2 separate regions of the Gossypium hirsutum genome follow, and region 1 is linked to region 2. The links are chromatin contacts, called in public Hi-C maps. All regions are on one chromosome and are shown on one strand. The core of a region is the stretch at or near the end of the contact, and the rest is flanking DNA. Distances in the headings are between cores, read along the strand shown. Region 1 holds the start of LOC107954952 (cytochrome b561 and DOMON domain-containing protein At5g35735). Region 2 holds the start of LOC107955717.

Evidence for each region. Hi-C and Micro-C count contacts between places; a contact is called where the count stands out from the background.
Region 1: a Hi-C map of leaf shows a contact between it and region 2, with 3 times the contacts expected there. The contact joins the promoter of LOC107954952 here to the promoter of LOC107955717 in region 2. A contact is called at or near these places in 4 of 34 Hi-C or Micro-C datasets (hypocotyl and leaf).

The regions. Positions count from the first base shown.
Region 1 is chrA07:90,871,272-90,875,026 of Gossypium_hirsutum_v2.1, reverse strand. LOC107954952 (cytochrome b561 and DOMON domain-containing protein At5g35735) reads right to left here and starts at 1,677. Exons shown (of 3, transcript XM_016890647.2): 1 at 873-1,677; 2 at 523-777; 3 at 1-234. The coding sequence starts at 1,487.
Region 2 is chrA07:90,393,352-90,397,023 of Gossypium_hirsutum_v2.1, reverse strand. It overlaps LOC107955717, which reads right to left and starts at 1,859. Exons shown (of 4, transcript XM_016891516.2): 1 at 1,659-1,859; 2 at 1,352-1,433; 3 at 1,034-1,192; 4 at 601-858. The coding sequence starts at 1,847. The coding sequence ends at 785.

The DNA of each region.
Region 1 (3,755 bases), core at 428-2,927, 480 kb before region 2:
CCTGATAACAACGTACCAAGTGAAAGCTTCCAACAATGTGGCCATAGCTCCCAGAAATATGAGGATTCCAATGTAAATTCTCTCCCATTTGTCTTCAGGGTTAAGGATGTCGAAACCCTCGAAAATGTTGACGATGCTGAGGATGATCACGCTGTAACCAATGGAATGATGGTAGATGTTCCAATACAATCTGTATTTGTGATTCTTGTTTGGCCTCAGAAGCAAAGCAAAGACCTGTCATTAATATAACAATCTAAAGTAATTAATAGCTTGAAATTGGAGTAGTCTTTAAGCCAACTATTTAGAAACGCCATCCCCATGACGGCAAGATGAAGAAAAAGACTAAAAGCACACTTTAACAAGTCTCCCTGTCATTAGGATGGCACTAGAGGGGCCAAAGTAGGGCCCTGCCATAAAAATTTTTAATTTAATTTCGGCCTCCAAAAATTGTTAAGGTTCATTAAGGTATGCATAATCCTGATACTAGCGTCGCATATGAATATGTTTTCGAGAAGAAATTACTTGAAGAGTTCCGAAGCAGAAGAGGATAATGCCAATGGTCCTATGAGGATTGTGCGTGATTCCAGGAGAGTCACTGCCGAGCTTAATACCCGTCGCCCACCCTGCCACACCAACAACATAGGCCGATGATTGGCAAGCAACGTGGAGATAAAACCATGCCGGGTCTGCAGATTTGAACACCTTCATGTACCTAGCTGTTATGGCTCCCAGCGGCATCAATATTCCCCAGCTCACAGTGTTCAATACTCCATGAACCTGGATAATTCAAACAATCCAACTTTAAAAATCTGGAAAGGAATCCCTTTTTTTTTATGGCAATTCTAGCTCTAGGGAAGATTCGAACCGCTTACATTTCTTCTTCTTGTCCTTGAATCAGATGAAGCCCCTGCAGATTGTCCTGTAAGGAAATTGATACTTCCCCTGGATTGAAGGTTGGCTCCATCAGTAGTATGAGGCTGTAATTGGTCGTTACTCACAGGACCTTCCTGCCAAACCTGACTGGTTGACAACATGTTTTCGGGGATTCTCAAAACACCAAATATCGTCATCTCGTCATTCTCGAACGTTGCTGACAGACTTGGAACCTGGAAGCTCAAATCTGTGGGTTGCAGGGTAGGGAATAGGCTATCAATCGACGTTGTGAACGCCTGAGTCACGCCACTAGAGTTGACAAAGGCAACCAAAGCCTGGGTACCCACCATACTCGGTCCACTAGGATTGATACCCCACGCCGACCACCGTGACGAGGTGGTGCCGGTGTGTCGAAAAGCCAGCTCAACAGTTCCATTTGATTGATGATATGTCCAATGGAGATAACTGCTCAAGGCTCTAAGATCGGTGCAGTTGGCATATTGCTTGTTGTTGGGAAATGTTTGGCTAACACAGGTCTGGGCAGATGAGGGTGAAGCCAATAAAGAAAGCAGCAGGCACGAGAACAGGACAAGGTTCCAGGCTTTGATCTCCATGTCGAAACTGTGTGAAACGAAATCCAGAAAATTTGTTTTTCAAGGCAGATTGTTGTCTTAAGTCCTTGGGGAACTCAACAACATACATATATATAGAGAGAGAGAACTCAATTTCGTAATAAAGTAGAGAGCATTAAGCATAGAAGGGGAAAAAGTCGTACTTTAAAAGACTGTAAAAAGAGCTTGTATTTTTTTGACTTATTCTACATTCAGCTCTTGATTTACTTTAATGTATACTTATACTTGGTCTTGATTTTGGTTTATAAAATGTGTTTTATTTGGGTAATGGAGATGACTTTTAGAATTAAGGAGGAAGCATGGAAGAAAATGTACCTATATTGGGACTTGTTTTTTTTGTTCTCTCTCTTCAACCACCTGTTTTTTTAACCTTTGTTTGGTAAGAGATGACAACGTAATATCGAAATGGTAAAAGGAATTTTTTTTTAAAAGTACAATAAGATAAAAAATATATAAAAATATAATTATTTTAAAGTTTATATAATATTTTTTGTTATAAATTATAGATTTTTGATATATTTTCATAAAATAATATAGTATAAAATATTAACATATTATATAAATATAAAATATTTAAATACGATTGTAACGAAATAAAACAATAATTTTTTTACAAACGAAATAAAACACATTAACAAGCTTAGAAATGCACATTAAAAAAAACCTATTATTAATGACGGCAAAAGAGCCTGTTGGCCGCCAAAAGCTGCATTTGGCAACCAAACTCAATAATAATAAAGGCCTGCAAGTCTATGTTCACATTTGATTAAAGGCTTCAAAGAGTATAAATTTATTTAATAAATAAATAAGCCCTCTTTAGCAATTGGCTGATAATTTATAGTTTATTGATAATTATAATTGTTAGTTTAATTAATTGATTTTGTTAATTGATTTGACTAATTAATTTTATTGACTGTTTATTCAAAAGTATTTGGTAAAATTTAATTAATAGTTAAAAGTTGATATGTGTAAAATAATAAATAAGGACACGATACATTTTATTGTTAAGTATTTATTTGTTTATAATACTTTAGTCTTTATTGAGTAAAATTATTAAGATAAAATACTATTACTAAGGAATTAAAATATCCATTATGAAAATTAATTAGTGAATATTTTTGAAATTTTAAATAAACAAATTTCTTAAGTTATTTGCAAATATTAACCTTGTGAAAATTGATAAACATTAATAGTGTATGAATATAATTTGTAAACTATATTCTTAGTGATAATTATGTCATGTTCCTAGTATATAAATTAGTGATAAATATGTCACACTCTGAATAAATTTGTCAAGTAGCATATTTCAATTAATATAAAGTTGTATAAGAAATCATTTTCCACAAGTAAAATGAAAATAAATTAAGAGTGCATAAATATTCAAGGATGAATGGGCTCGATAAAAAATTTCTCGCGACAATGTTGATTTTTATAGATTCACAGTGGAGTTTTTTTTTTTTAGATTTATTTTGGACTTTGGAGGTGGAAGTGAAAATGAGAGAATAGACGCTATTGATATCTTGGCATCCTTATTAGATTTGAGAGCATGTGACAAAGAGAGTAATTTTTTAGCAAGTATGGTTAGATATGTCATTCTACATATCTCATTCCCAATCAACTACTAAAAAAAGTTACTCATCCCTGCATTTTTTGTTTTGGAGGTTTTAGTTCAACAAGCTTTTGCAAACCTCCATTCACCAAACACTACAATTAGAGGGTTTGACTACCCAATCATCCATTTGTACCCAAATCAGCTAAAAAATCCAAAATTTTCTTTACCAAACATTCTCATAATTTTTTATTCTAATAATTCAAGAAAACACAATTGTAAATAATTAAGTTTTTAGATTCTTTTAGTCATATTACCCTAGTGAGATTAAAAATAATAATATTGATAAGATTAAATTGTTGTAGTGGTGAGATTGTATATTGTAGAAATGAAATTAAAATAAACTGTTTTATGTGTGTTGGAATTCAAATGCAATTGTAATGGTAAAGTAAAAATAGAAAATAACTATTAAAAACACTGCATAAGTTTTTATATACATAAAATAAATAATAAATAATATACTTTATATTAAATAATAAAATATATGTTAAATTTGCATTATGTTAAATAATAATTGTAGTAATAAATAATTAAAATTCTATAAATATATTAATTATATTTGTATCATTTTACTAGTCATAAAATTACTTATTTATGATTAACTAGGCTAAATAAGGTGAATAGGCCAACTTTTTTTAATT
Region 2 (3,672 bases), core at 610-3,109:
AGATTTTTTTACATATATATTTTTAATTTTTAGAAATTTTTATTTATAATGTTTATTTTTAAAAATATTTTAACATAATTTTTAATATTTTTAATAATTTATATTTATTTTTAAGATTTAAAAAAATAGAATTACTGTTAAGAAAAAATAAAAAATGATATTTTTAACTATAATGAAGAGACCAAATTAATAAAAAAAACATTTAAATTAACATACTTTTCGAAATGTATAAGGGTTAATTTACTCAATTTCAATAGAATAGCTGAAATGGAATCTGCTTTTAAATCCAAAGGCTTCTTCAATACTTCTATCTATTTTTGGTAATTCAAAAGTTACGTAGAATAGTTACATACTAGATTATGATATAGAATAACTACTTGAACGTTGTATTATAAATGTGATATAGAATTGATATAATATAATATTTTATATATTAAAAATTTTAGCAAAAATTTTTAAAATTAATGTTGTGTTAAATTATTATCCATATTCATAATCAAAATATTTATATTCATCATTTCTTTAATAAAGTTTATATATATCATTAATTATAAAAAATACATATAATGCAACATTCTATAATTGTATACTATAATGAGATTCATGACATAAATAGATTTCCTTGAAATAAAAAGATCATTCTTTTTCTACTTTTTAACCTGAGATTTTTACAATCTGGATTCCATGGAATTGACAGTGATTAATGTTTCAGCAAATGCTCCTTCAAAGACATGGATGCCATTGCTTATGCGTTATGATCAAGCGAGGTATAAAAAATAATGATTTAACTTTGACCACCATTTCTCCTTCTCAGATGCTCCAACACAAGTTTTTCACCAGTCAGCTGTTCAACCAAACCTTACATTTCAAGGGAACTAAATTTAGAGCCCAAACAATCAAGTGAGAAATTATTCCCGTAATTTTATCAATAAAAGCATGAAAATGAATCTAAAGTGGCTTAGCCTAATTGGTTTATGCTAATAAATTTGGATTCGACTTAAGAAAATGAGAAGAAGAATAATGAGATTAGTACCATTTGTATAATCTCGACAGTCATGAAGCCCAATTCTCAAATCAACCTCCCATGTGTTGTTGAAGTCATAGGCCTTATCAACAGCATTCCCTTCAGCATATCCAACGAACCAACATCTGCTCCTCGGCAGCTTCCTTAACTTCCTTGTAAGAACAACTCCTATCCCAAGTGTTACTATAATTATATCCCAAAATTTTAACTAAACCATAATCGCCTGTACCAATATAAGTTTTCAATTTTGGAAAGTTGATACATCTGATACATTGATGAATTTTGATAGTAATAAATAAAATTTGGCAGAAGTCTACTATAGCAAACCTGGTACTGCTCTACCAGACAGAGCAGCAAGTGCCGTGTATATGTTCTCTGGATCTTCAGGTTGAAAATCAAAGACAATGGCCTACACTTAAAATTTTCAGATTCAGATTAAATATCCCTAAAATTGTAAACAAATATTACCAAAGATAAATAATAAAAAATTTATATGAATTAAAATGGAGAGAGGTGAGTTCAAAGGATGATAAGGGCTGTTGTACTTATTGCAGCTTGCTTCAGTTAGATTTTTCAGACAAAGCTAGCTCCTACTAGCAGAAAAATTATGGGGAGATAATGAAGAGGAAAGAACCTGAGAAAGGAGAGGAGAAGAGGGTTTGATGATGACCATGAAGTGTTGCAAGTCCCAGACACTGAGGGAGTAAGCAGTTGACATCAAAAGCTGGGCCGGTCCCTTTGTAGCTCTTAGTGCCACTGCTGCCACATAAACTTCATCTTTGCTTCTTGTCAGAGTTGATTTTGTGAATAGAAGAGCTGACATTTTGCATATTGATATGGAACTTGAACCGTCAATACTAGTACTTTAAAAGAGATGAATGCAAACAAGCTCGGCCCACAACTAACGGGCCTTCAAGAGTCTAACCAAATTATTGGACTACATTCCAATTCTTTTTGGAGCGGCAAACAGGTAATTTCAAGACTATTTATATGTATAAGATTTCATTTGTGAATTATAAAAATCATATTTATGAACAGTGATTAAAGATGTAATAAAAAAAAAAAAGGTACGAAGAGCTCCTACTATTCTAACCTGGTCAATGGGTTTGATCACTTTCGCTTTAGGATTGAGAACAATATTTGTAAGAATGCTTTAGTAGCGTTAGAAGAGTGCTACGAGCAGTGTACTGCTAAAGAACAAAGATAAAACATCATTATAATTATGCAGTTTGATTTTTTTACATTTATAAGGTTTTACTCAGAGATATCATTTATTATCTTAACACTTTGTATAGCTAGTGATTCAAGTTCTAATACTAACTAGATTAGTCACTTGACTGTTACACCTAAGATTTAGATTTCTCCTCTAAATTTTCTAAAACTTAGGTTGAAAATCAAGTAATTCACATGTTTTCAAAAGCATTGTCAACTATAAAAGTATTTGAGACTTACTAACATGCTAGATTAATTACAGTCAATCTTTCCATCAAAATAGTGAGATAATAAGCTCAAAGAATATATTCTCTAAGTCCAAGATAAGTCTTCAACTTCAAGATATGTTACTAAGTTTTTCCAATCTGATTCAATCTCCTCAAAAGAAAAATGCTGATTTACTTAACCCTATCCAAATTAATTCTTCAATATATATTTTTATAGATAGTTTGGACATCATAGTTAGACTTACACATTCAAAACATCATCAAAGATCACAACTCAAAATTTTGTTTACAAAAATTTTTAACTCCAAATATAATAAGTTACAATACTGAACACTACCCAATAACAATGGGAGTTGCACCCGGTGCTCATCATAACAACTTCAACACTTCAAATTTAGACTAATTTTGATTCAACATTTAGGTAATATTTTGAAACTTACATTTGAATTTTAAAAATTTAAATTTGAAATTCTAGATCATTGCTTGGGAATAAAATATTTCAAATATAAGAGTTTGAATTATTTCACATACATTATTTGAATAATTAAATTTAAATTTTGGCTTCAACTAGATTTAAGCTTTATTTCATTCTTATCCAAAATCTTATAAAAAAAAGTAGCTGTAGAAAGTTTGATAAGTTTTTATTTCATTCTTAAATTTTTGGGGGTTAAACTAAATCAAGTTAAAATTATATTAAAATCTTGAAAAAATCAAATATAATCAGAATAACAAAAACTGTAGCTATAGAAACTTGATATAGTTTTTAATTCATTAACAATTTGATATAGTTTTATTCAAGAAAGAAAATTTTATGACATTTGGATTTTAAAAATTCCAAATTCCAAATTCCAAATTCCAAAATTTAAAATCTAAAATTTATGTTTTATAAGATTGAGCTTGGATTTACTCAAATTCAAATCCATAACTTTTATTAGATATCCAAACAAAAAAAAATTGAAAATTCTTTTTTTTCCCCAAATCTTGATTTCCAAACATGGCATAAATTAATTAATATTTACAAAAAAGAGTTCACATAATATTAATAAACTTCAAAATTAATAAATTTAATGAAATTTTAATTAAAGTATTTGAAAATGATTTTTTGATAAATTTGTTAAAAATAAAAGTTTTTAACATTGAATAATTTTTAAATAAAATTTTATTAAATGCGTATATATATATATGAAAAAATAATTTTATATATTCAAA